Linked DNA regions of Mus musculus: all the other regions are linked to region 1. The links are chromatin contacts, called in public HiChIP or PLAC-seq maps. All regions are on one chromosome and are shown on one strand. Each heading gives the region's core, a stretch centred on a gene start, on an enhancer-like site or on the middle of the called end of the contact. The rest is flanking DNA. Distances are from core to core; before and after follow the strand shown. Region 1 has its middle 15 kb from the start of Gm41955. Region 2 holds the start of Elf3 (E74-like factor 3). Region 3 holds the start of Gpr37l1 (G protein-coupled receptor 37-like 1).

Region 1 (3,910 bases), core at 359-2,858:
CTGCTCTTCCAGAGGTCCTGAGTTCAATTCCTAGCAACCACATAGTGGCTCACAACTATCTGTAAAGGGATAGATGCCCTCTTCTGGTGTGTCTGAAGACAGCAACGGTGTGCTCATATAAATAAAATAAATAAATAATTCTTAAAAAAATAATGTGATTTAAAAAAGAAAGAAAAACCAAAACAAACTAAACCAAACACTCACCCACATAAAATGAAAGTAAATTAAACTTTAAAAAAGGGTCCATAGTTTAGATCAGGGAATACATCTGCTTTTTGTGAGTTGAGTTTTTCCTTTTCCTTCTTTCTTTCTTTCTTTCTTTCTTTCTTTCTTTCTTTCTTTCTTTCTTTCTTTCTTTCTTTCTTTCTTTCTTCCTTCCTTCCTTCCTTCCTTCCTTCCTTCTTTCCTTTCTTCCTTCCTTTCTTTCTTTCTTTCTTTCTTTCTTTCTTTCTTTCTTTCTTTCTTTCTTTCTTTCTTTTTTGTTGTTTCGTTTTGTAGTTGTTGTTGTTGTTGCTGTTGTTGTTGTTGTTGCTGCTGCTGCTGCTGCTGTTTGGTTTGGTCTGTTTTCCATTGAGATAGGTTGTCACTACATATAGCCCAGGCTGAACCTGATCATCTTTTGTCAGCTTTTCAAGTGCTAAGACTATATAGGGATGTCCTGCTATAGTGCCATGTCTGGCTTCTAAGTCATTTTGGGGAAGTTTTCAGGGAAGTTTTTGAGTTTGGGGGGGTGGGGGTGGGGTGAGGGTGGCCTGGAACTGCGGGTGACTTTGAATTTCTGGCCCTTCTGTCTTCACCTTCTGTGTGTTGTGATTACAGGCATGGATCACACCCTATTTATGTGGTACAATAGATCAAACCCTGAGCTCCACACTTACTGTGTTAGCATGTACCAAATGAGTTATGTCCCAAGCCTTGGTAAGCCATCTTTACATTGGACTTGGATAGTATAGTCATGATAGTGAAAAATGGTATATAATAGGATTATATCTGGGCAGTGAAGCCAAAGGGCTCTGCTGAAAAATAAACAGTGAGGCAGAGGACACCAAGGTACCTGCCACAGGGTCAAAGGGTCAAAGGGAGGAAGGTGATGCCAAGTTGGGCCCAGGTGAGGATCACCTTGGTAACCTTGCTCAAAGATTCCAAAAACTCCTTGCAGTTGCTAAGGCTGTCTGCAACAGCATCCGTAGGCCAGAGCATCATAGTAGAGAAGAGCTAAGCCTAGCACTAAAGCTAGACTTAGGTGCACAGGACAAGTGTAGACAAGTCCCAGGCTTGGTGTGACACTGTACCATGGACCCTGGGGGAAAGTGAGTGGGACTGTCCCCTGCCTGCTGATATCTTAGACAACCAGGGCCGCCGTATGCTTTTGCTACTCCAGAGATTTAGAATAGGCCAAACTGTGTTTTTCAGCCACCCAAGCAACCTGGGGGGTGGGGTGCGGCCCTGCTACCCAGTTCCCAACCTCCTTTGTAGCCATGGGTTCCAAGGTTGATGTAACCTGAACTGCTCTCATTTGTGTGTGGGCGGGTGTGGTCCTGTGAGTCCCGGGCCAGTGAATGGGGCTCTGTCAGCTGCGCAGGGTGCCAGCGCTCTGCAAATAGATTGAAGTCACGAACCCAACAAAGGGTTCAGCTGGGTTGTCATTGAGGCTGCAGCAACTGTGACTGCACAGGGTGGGGCTGCTGACCAGTGTTCCTGCTCCGGTCTGCTTTCGATTATCCCAGGAGACAGGCTCCCCAAGGGACCGATGAAAACGATTAGTTGGGGGAGCACAGGGCCCTGAGAGCCTTCTGGAAACATCCCAGTAGGAGGAGTGAGGGCAGGTGGGGACCAGGTGAAACTGCCTTTTCTGGTATCTTTCCCCACGGTCCTTTTTGCAGAGAAGAAAATCTATACTGCAGGGATCAGTTCAACAAGGAGAGAACAAAAATTCGGGTTGAACCCCAAGCCAATTCCAGGGGCAGGAGTGGAAAGAGAAAGAAGAGAAAGCAAAAGTTCTGGTTGTCCTCTTTAGGCCAGAGGTTCTTCAGGCTGGAAGTGGGTACCCTGAGGCCTCCAGACACAAATAGAAAATCAACATCTGTATTCTCTCAACAAACACCTCTGGAGGGCCTTAGGTTTTTTCCATGTTTTAGTGTTGAAAATGGAACCCTGGGCTCCATGTATGTATGCAAGGCCAGTGCTGTACAGTAGCCCCAAGCACACATATGTTCATGCTCTTAACTGTTTGTTTGTTTGTTTGTTTGTTTAGAGTACTTCTTCATACTGAAGCCAAAGCTAAAACAGACATCGATTCTCTTTCTTTGTTTGCTTGAGACAAGTTTCTCTGTGTAGGAGACAATGAAAAGAAAAACAGGATAAGAGAATCTGAGTATTCATTTTGGAGAGACAAATGACAAGTTTATGAAGAATAGGGGTGTTTAAAAGGGGGAAATATGGGGCTAGAGAGATGGCTCAGTGGGTAAGAGGACTCCCTGCTTTGTCCACAGCCAGAGTCTGGTTCCTGGAACTTGCTCTGTAGACCAAGCTGGTCTCGAACTCACAGAGATCCACCTGTCTCTGCCTCCCAAGTGCTGGAGTGCATGTGCTACCACACACAACACTATTCTTTTATTTTTGACATAGGGTCTCACTATATAGCCCTGGCTGGTCAGACGAACCAGGCTGTCTTTTGGATTTATAGAGATCCACTTGCCTGGGCCTCCTAAATGCTGGGCTTAATGGTGTACGCCACTATCCCTGGCCACAGTTTTGATCATGGGATTTGTTCTCTCTCTTTCTATAAGGTACAGGACTATTTGATTTATTCTTGCTTCAGTTGTGTCACTTGTACCTGTGACACTTTGGTTTCCAAACACCGCTTTGGTTCTTGCTATGTCCTGTCACCCTGGAATTTGAAGGCTATTTCCGATCAGTCTGGGGATATTTTCTTGACTTAGTTCAGTGATGTCTCCTTTACTTTGATCCCCACCCTTTTTTCAAAAACAACAAAAACATTTTGAGACGGGGGTCTTACTATGTAGTTTCTCTGTGTAGCTTTGGCTATCCTGGAACTCAATTTATAGACCAGTCTGGGTTTGAAATCACAGAATCTGTCTGCCTCTGTCTCCCAACTGCTGACATTAAAGGTGTGCACCACCAAGCCTGCCTTATTTCCCCCTTTTAAACACCCCTATTTTTCATAGGTGTGTCATTTGTCTCTTCAAAATGTCGATTCAGTTTCTCTAACCCATTTTCTATCTCGTTGTCGTTTGGTTCTTTCTGGAGCATCCCTTTAACATATACTCTCTTTCTGTCGGTGTCAGGTTCAGGCTCCCTGGGTTTGGCATTACAAGCACAGGTCAGTCACTACCCCCGGCCTTTGTGTGAACTCAGGTCTTCACACTGACACAAGCCCTTAATGGTGCACATCACTGACTGAGCAGCGGAGCCATCTCCCCAGTCCATTTATTTTATCTTATTTTTTTATTTAAAAAAATTATGTTTGCCAGGCGGTGGTGATGCATGCCTTTAGTCCCAGCACTTGGGAGGCAGAAGCAGGTGGATCTCTGTGAGTTTTGAGGCCACAGAGTAGCCTGGGCTACAGAGTGACTTCTAGAACAGCCAGGACAACATGGAGAAACCCTGTCTAAAGAAAACAAAAAAACAAACAAAACTTATTGAGAGTTTTGTCTGCATGTGTGCACACGTACCATAGCTGCACCTGGCACCTGCAGAGGCCAGAAAAAGGGGTCAGAGCCCCTGAAACTGGCACTATGGACAGTTGTGAAGTACCATGTGGTACAGGAACCATTGCTGGGACTTGGATCATCTGCAAGAGCAACAAGCGCTCTTAACCACTGAGCCAGCTCCATAGCCTCTGGAGGTTTTGGTTTTGTTTGTTTGTTTTGTTTGTGACAATCTTCCT
Region 2 (3,658 bases), core at 1,040-3,539, 41 kb before region 1:
TCCTCAGGCAACGCAAAACAAACCAGTTGGAGCCGCAAGACATCTAATGGCTTATCGAGTCCCACACCCTCGATTCTTTGCTAATTTTATGGTTTTGCTTTTGAGACAATCTACTGTAGCCTAAGATAGCCCCAAACTCAAATGTAGCTGAGACTGACTGACCCTGAGCGCTGGAATTCCAGACACATGCATATCTTTTGCTAGGCAATAATCGCTCTACCAGCTGTACTCCCACATTCCAGGGTAAGTGACTGGAATTCTCACTTACTATATCCCTTTAAAAATTCCCTGAGTGGGATGGTTGTAGCCAGAGGGAAAAGGCACCAACAACTGCTTGTCACTTTCCAAATTTGGTAGCCTGAACAAACCACTTATCAAGACAACAACTATATATCATTTCTTTTCTTCTCTCTCTCTCTCTCTCTCTCTCTCTCTCTCACTCTCTCTCTCTCTCTCTCTTTTGAAAGAGTCTCACTACTATGTAGCCCTTGATAACCTAGAACTCACTATGTAGTCCAGGCTTGGCCTTCAGCTCGCAGAGGTCCACTTGCCTTGGGAGTTGAGAGATTAAAGGGATGCATCTCCACATGTGTCCAACAGTGCTTTTTAAAAATATTTTTAAAACCATGCTTACAGCCAGGCATAGTGGGCGTGCCTTTAATCCCAGTACTGGGGAGGCAGAGGTAGGTAGAGTTCTGAGTTGGAGGCTAGCCACATAGTAAGTCCCAGGATAGCTAGAACTATGTAAAGACCATGTCTCAAAAAAGATGCAAACATGTGTGTGTGTATATGTGTGTGTGTGTGTGTATATCTTGTTTGTTTAGTGTGTATGTGTGTGTACACTTGCACATAAAGGTCAGAGTACCACATTACAGGAGTCAGTTTTCTCCTTTTATCATGTATGGATGGAACACGGGTCCATCCATAGCATCCTTAGCAGCAGGTATCCTTATCCACTGAGCTATCTCAGCAGCCCCACATTGCTTATTGGATGTTTTTGGATGAGGATAGTTATATTAAAAAGGTTTCTGGTGTTGGTCTGGGTAGTTACCCTTTAACCCATCTCTAGAGCCTGTCTCTTGAGTTTGAGGCCAGCCTGGTATATGTAGCTAGACAAAGTTTCAAAAATGAACAGAATCCTGGGACTAGAACCCATTTGTAGAATGCTTGCATAAGAAGCTCTGGGTTCAATTTCCTGCATCTCCAGAGGGATTTTGTTCTGTAGTTTTAGTTTTTCAAGACAGAGTTTCTCTGTGTAGCCCTGGCTGTCCTGGAACTCACTCTGTAGACAAGGCTGGCCTCGAACTCAGAAATCCTTCTACCTCTACTTCAGGAGTGCTGGGATTAAAGATGTGCGCTGCCCTCCTCCACCCCAATTTGTTTTTGTTTTTTAAGGGCCCCGGTAAACAGTAAATTAACATGTGCATCCTGTTTGTCTTTGTAATGACTCAAATGTTGGGCTTCTGACCACTAGAGGGCAGCAGGCAGATACTAATGGAGTGGGCGGAGAGAAGGGTAATCAGGAGCAGACCAGACTCGCGGATAAACCAAACAGCACCGCCAGCCGACCCTAGGCGAGGAGAGCGCCACAGGCACCAAGGGAAGACTTGAAGTAGTGTCTGATCTCTACCGCTTCAGCAACCATCGCGTTTGGGTGGGCTCCAGACAGGCAAAGTGCCAGCAAATGGTCTCTGTAGCTGACTAGACAGACTATCAGACCCAAACCACCACTGGACCGTGAATGTTGCCCAGTGTGTTGCCTAGCCGCTTTCAGAATCCCAGCTTCTGGGTGTTGTGGAGGAAACCCCTTAGCCTCGGTAACTTTCACCAGGCCCTTCTTGTCTCTAGACCTCTAGACAGTTGGAAGCATCAGTCTTGACCCAGCCACCGGTTCAGATTCCTTGCCTTGCTTTCTCCTCCCCAGTTCAGCCCTGGCCAGGCCCCCAGGAAGAATTTCCAGGGCCAGAGGGCAGCCTAAGGCACAGATGCCCACCCCTGCAATGTTCCCGCCACCTGCCCAGTTCAGTACCCAGGGCCCAACCCCAGAGGGTGCGGAATGACAGATTCTGACAATCATTAAACCAGCCAGGCCTGATTTCCCAGCACCGCCTGCTAGGATCTGGGCCAAGTGGCACGGAATATGCAAATCACCTGGGACAGGGAGCCCAGTCTGAAGGCCAGGAAATCCCCAGCATCCAATGAGCCACCAGCTCAGGTTACAACCGGGGACGTACGCCGAAGACCTGGAGGGGAGGAGCTCCTGCTTTGCTCTATTTAGAGCGGGTGGGGGCAGCGCCCTGGCCACACTCATCACTGCTACCTGCGGAGCCTTCGACCGCTTAGATTTCTTCCCTTCCTGTGGCCTCAGAAGCCTGCTCACCCGCCTGCCACACCGAACCCTGACACACCTCGGTACGGTCACATTCCCTAACTCTGGCTTCAGGAACCGTCCAGTGGATTTACAGTTCTGAACTTAATCACTCAGGCTTGGAGGTTCCTAGCTGGAGTGTTGGGGCTACTGTGGGTGTATTCTGGGACTGGTCAGAGACCAGATCGGTGTCTTGGAGGGACAGGGTGGCTTCTTTGGTTCAGGAGCCCACGTGATTTGTGGAGAGAGCCCCAGAAGAATTTGTATCATGGTCCCACCCGCTTTGAGATTATTTTTATTTTTCGGAGCCGAATTTCCCAGTTTGGCGCCAGCTGGCCTGACCCTTCTAGGCTCAAGAGAGCATCCAACCTCAGCTTCCCCAAGTAGCTGGCTCTTGGTGGTGATGGTGGTGGTGGTGGTGGTGGTGGTGGTGGTGGTGGTGGTGTGTGTGTGTTTGTGTGTGTGTGGTGGAGGGGGGGGGTGTTGAAGAGAGAATGTCTACAGCAACACTGAACTTCCTGCCTCTCGGCTGTTGCTGCCCAGGCTTTGCCAGACAGAAATGGAAGTGTACCCTGACCTGTACCCTCCCCACCTTGTCTCCTCTTCCCAGGGGCCCTCATGGCTGCCACCTGTGAGATCAGCAACGTTTTTAGTAACTACTTCAACGCCATGTACAGCTCAGAAGACCCCACCCTGGCTCCTGCTCCTCCGACTACCTTTGGCACTGAAGACTTGGTGTTGACCCTGAACAACCAACAGATGACACTGGAAGGTCCAGGTGAGTGCTGTGTAAAATCTTTACAGACAGGACACCAATGATCTGAGAGGCTCTTAGATGATAAATGGACAGGGAGGAAGGGTATCCTGGAGTTAGTGGCTGGGGAGGATTTATTCATTCATATGTTTGTGTAGTACTGGGGAAAGAACCCAAACAAGACCTTATTTATGCTAGACTGTGTTCCTAGTCCCGAGAAGACTGTAGTGGCTGAGGTGGTGGGAATATAAGAACTGTGGTGACAGATTAAGGGAGGATGAACTTGAGAACTAGCCATGTTGTGATTGTGGATATGTATCTGTCCCTCTCCGCCCCTCCTCGGGTTGTGTAGGACCTCAGACAAGATCCCAAAGGGACAGGACTGATCCTCTGGCTGTACTCCACCTTGCAGAGAAGGCAAGCTGGACTAGCGAGCGGCCCCAGTTCTGGTCGAAGACCCAGGTTCTGGAGTGGATCAGCTACCAAGTGGAGAAGAACAAGTATGACGCCAGCTCCATCGACTTCTCCCGCTGCGA
Region 3 (3,764 bases), core at 431-2,930, 50 kb after region 1:
TAGACCAGAGTTGAACTCAGAGATCTGCCTGCCTCTGCTTCCTAAGTGCTGGGATTAAAGGTGCGCACCACAGTGTCTGAACTCCTTGGTCTAGCATACAAAAGCCTTCTTGCTCCTTTATCTGGTGATTCTTGCCCCAACCCCATTGCCCTGCTCTCCATTTCCCTAGCATCCCATCCTCCTGTGAATTATTGCTGTCTGGCAGGAACACCACCCACTTTCAGGACCCTGCCATTTGTGTGCTGTATCTTCTGCCTGGAGCATCTTTCTGTCCATCTCTTAGGAGCCTTTAAGGCTTCACTCCAAAGTCGTTTTGCTTCAGAGAACTTCCAGCCTTCCAGACAGCCCCAGGATCCTCGGACTCTGCCCTGTACCTTGACCCCGCCTTTCACTGCATCTGCCAGGCCAAGGTGTAATCATTGATTTACATCTCTATTTCCTTTCTCTTGACCACACTTTCATAATTTTAATTTCATATTATTATTATTATTATTATTATTGGTTTTGTTTTCATGTAGTTCCAGTGCTGGAGACAAAACCCAGGGCCTCAAACATGCTAGGCGAGGACTCCCACTAAGATATGCCGCCATCCTAGAGTGTCGTGTTTGGAATTTTTCCTTGTAGCTGCTTTCCTTTGGGAGTCTGTGTGGCTAGAAGGCAAGGAATGGGCTCTTGCCTGCTGAGACCAGCATTGAGTTCAAAGGCTATGGAGTCAACTCCATGTTTGAACTTGTGTCAACTACATAGTTATTAAGACTACCACAAATCTTAAAATTTGAACTTGAGATCACAACAGCACTGCCCCACGAAACATATTAAGAACCGTCAAGAGGGCTGGTGAGATGGCTCAGTGGGTAAGAGCACCCGACTGCTCTTCCGAAGGTCCAGAGTTCAAATCCCAGCAACCACATGGTGGCTCACAACCATCCGTAACGAGATCTGACTCCCTCTTCTGGAGTGTCTGAAGACAGCTACAATGTACTTTCATTTCATATAATAAATAAATAAATAAATAAATAAATAAATAAATAAATAAATAAAAATAAATCTTAAAAAAAAAAAAAAAGAACCGTCAAGAACCCAGCTGATAGATGTTGGTGGCTTGCATCTTTAATCCTAGTGGTCAGGAGGCAGAGGCAGATGGATCTCTGAGTTCGAGGACAGCCTGGTTTATAGAGTGAGTTTCAGGACAGCCAGGGCTACATAGAGACCCTGACTTTAAAACAGACAAACAAACAAATAAACAAACAAACTCCAGAAGAATGGTACACCTACCCATGAATCCAATAGTTTTGGCAATTATTATAATTCAAGTTTTGACCTTGGCAAATTAAAAAAAAAAAAAAGGCGCAAAACCAGGATCTTGCTATGTAGCCCAAGCTGGCCTTGAACTCTGTCCCCCGTCTCAACTTCCCAAGGGCTGGGATTACAGGCCATAGTCACCATACCGAGCCTATCTTTCTGTTTTGAATGTAGGATCTGCCTTAGAACTGGGTAGAACTGGGAGATCTATGCTCCAATTATAGTCTGCCTCTCCATCACCTGAAAACCTCATTTCCCCGGTTGCAGTGATTGGAGCAGGTCCCTCGAGGGATCCTCAATCTGCCCCGCTGTGGTCTCAGAGCCTGAAAACGGATGTGGTCGGGAATGCAATGTGTGCGGCCAGGACAGACAGCTCAGTGTCCAGCAGAGGGCCCTGGCTAGACCATGGCCAACAGGATGGGAGGAAGGGCCATCCATGCCAGACGCCTGACTGGAGGCGGACCCAGCTGCCAGCTGCCTCTCTTAATTCCACGCAGCCCTTAGGTCCCCTCACCCTCACCTCTCCGAGGCAGCTGTGCCCTGCTTTCCTGGCCATGCGGTGGCTGTGGCCCCTGGCTGTGTCTCTTGTTGTAGTGTTGACTGTGGGGCTGAGTGGGGTCTCTGGGGCTGCCACCTCATCTTTAGGTGGGCATAGAGCCAAGGTCCAGGAGCAGCAGAGTCGACCCCGAAGAGGCACCAAGGACGAGGGGCCCAAGGAGGTACAGCACTATGTACCCGAGGAGTGGGCTGAATATCCCAAGCCCATCCATCCTGCTGGCCTGCAGCCCACCAAGACTTTGGAGGCCACTAGCCCCAACCCAGACAAGGATGGGGCCACCCCAGGTAATGGACAAGAGCTGAGGGTCAACCTGACCGGGACGCCAAGTCAGAGGCTGCAGATTCAGAACCCCCTGTATCCGGTGACCGAGAGCTCCTACAGCGCCTACGCCATCATGCTCCTGGCTCTGGTGGTGTTTGCTGTGGGTATCGTTGGCAATCTGTCTGTCATGTGCATTGTGTGGCACAGCTACTACTTGAAGAGTGCCTGGAACTCTATCCTTGCCAGCCTGGCTCTCTGGGATTTCCTGGTCCTCTTCTTCTGCCTCCCAATTGTCATCTTCAATGAGATTACCAAGCAAAGGCTACTCGGGGATGTTTCTTGCCGGGCAGTGCCCTTCATGGAGGTGAGTATGTCTTTCTATAGCCTAATTATAGGCTAAAACCAGGGAAGGGGCTCCAGTGTCTGCAAAGATCTGTAGGTGTGTATAATCCCAGCACGCTGGCATTTCCAGTTTTCTCTGTGTCATTGGGGAAGGAGACAAACCCTATCAGGGAGGGAGACAAACTCAATATTGGCTTCTGGTAGCTCTCAGGAAAGCAAGTCAAGCCAGATGAACAGGCAGGTGTACAAGACCACTGGCTTGGGACCAACCCGGTCTTCTTCTTTTGGAGTAGCTGCACAGAGGACTCACCCTTTTCTAGAGAAAATTCTGAGCTGTCTGTCTCTGATGGGTGGTTCCCCTGACCCCCAAGTCTTTGGGGGTCTCCTTTTTTCTTTTACTGTGTCTCTTGCCACCTGCCTTGTACCCATGGCTCCTGTTTTTAACCCTTTGGTATCCCAACATCCTAGCAATTTCTTACTAACACCCCAGGTTGAGTCTGTGTTTATTCCCTGTGGATGCAAACACCAGGACAGGCCCTTCTTCCTTTTCTCATTGAGATTATTGTCACCTTCCTTCAAGGTCATCTCCATTACTGTCCTCCTAAGGCCTCTCTGAGAGGCAAGTCCTACTTCTGGGTACTTATAGAAACAGTAGTGTCAGCTCTGTCACTGTATTTTGCTTGTTGCTGGACATATCTCATCTCTTCTCCTGCTTCCTTAGCATGGAGGGTAGACCAGATGACCTTTCTAGCTGGTTTGCTCTATAATTCTGAAGTATAGTGCTGAACCCCCTTGAATGGGGACTTTCTTGTTAAGATAAGCACATGGGTGAAAATGGCTGTGTGGACCACAGGGAGACAGCTTAATCAAATCACTGCACACATCTACCCATGCGTGAGGGCTGTTCTATCAATGATAGTACCAAACAGCGGCCAGCTTTCTCTCTCTCTCTCTCTCTTTCTCATTCTCTTAATTTTTTTTAAAGACAAGAGTTCACTCTATAGCTCAGCTGATGTGGTACACACTGTGTAGACCAGGCTGGCCTCAAATTTACAGTGATTCTTTGCCTTGGCCTAGTATTTCTTTCCTTGTTTATTTATTAATTTGTGTGTGTGTGTGTGTGTGTGTGTGTGTGTGTGTGTGTGTGTGTGTGTGTGTGTGTGTGTATGTATTTGGGTGTGGATGTGGATGTGTGGATGTGTGTGTGTGTGTGTATGTCCTGTAGCTCAGGCTAGCTTCAAATTTTTTTTTTGTTGTTGTTGTTTTTGGTTTTTTTTTTCGAGACAGGGTTTGTCTGTAG

Evidence for each region. HiChIP or PLAC-seq counts read pairs in DNA pulled down with a chosen protein or histone mark.
Region 2: an H3K27ac HiChIP or PLAC-seq map of embryonic stem cells shows a contact between it and region 1, with 27 read pairs. The contact joins the promoter of Elf3 here to the enhancer-like site in region 1. A contact is called at or near these places in 1 of 15 datasets of contacts at CTCF or cohesin (the NIH/3T3 cell line), 20 of 484 Hi-C or Micro-C datasets (8-cell embryo, the G1E-ER4 cell line, embryonic fibroblasts and 8 more), 17 of 115 datasets of contacts at active chromatin or transcription factors (T-cell acute lymphoblastic leukemia, craniofacial prominence, embryonic hindbrain and 8 more) and 4 of 9 other capture datasets (adipose tissue, liver, macrophages and 1 more).
Region 3: a contact with region 1 is called in an H3K27ac HiChIP or PLAC-seq map of embryonic stem cells, with 9 read pairs. The contact joins the promoter of Gpr37l1 here to the enhancer-like site in region 1. A contact is called at or near these places in 5 of 39 promoter capture datasets (the 3T3-L1 cell line, the HPC-7 cell line, embryonic stem cells and 2 more), 14 of 484 Hi-C or Micro-C datasets (the G1E-ER4 cell line, embryonic stem cells, epidermal suprabasal cells and 5 more), 5 of 115 datasets of contacts at active chromatin or transcription factors (embryonic stem cells, extraembryonic endoderm stem cells and pancreatic cancer cells) and 4 of 9 other capture datasets (adipose tissue, embryonic stem cells, liver and 1 more).

What each region holds. Positions count from the first base shown.
Region 1 is chr1:135,215,464-135,219,373 of GRCm38.p6, reverse strand. No RefSeq gene overlaps it. Among named protein-coding and RNA genes, the nearest start is that of Gm41955, 15 kb to the right of the region's middle. Within about 2 kb of position 1,608, at least 35 of the 459 cell types and tissues checked have an H3K27ac peak or open chromatin away from gene starts, as enhancers often do. A contact at or near this core is called in embryonic stem cells, extraembryonic endoderm stem cells, intestinal crypt epithelium and 1 more, where this site is marked.
Region 2 is chr1:135,257,103-135,260,760 of GRCm38.p6, reverse strand. It overlaps Elf3 (E74-like factor 3), which reads left to right and starts at 2,289. Exons shown (of 9, transcript NM_007921.3): 1 at 2,289-2,412; 2 at 2,979-3,146; 3 at 3,535-3,658. The coding sequence starts at 2,987.
Region 3 is chr1:135,165,597-135,169,360 of GRCm38.p6, reverse strand. It overlaps Gpr37l1 (G protein-coupled receptor 37-like 1), which reads left to right and starts at 1,680. Exons shown (of 2, transcript NM_134438.3): 1 at 1,680-2,486. The coding sequence starts at 1,857.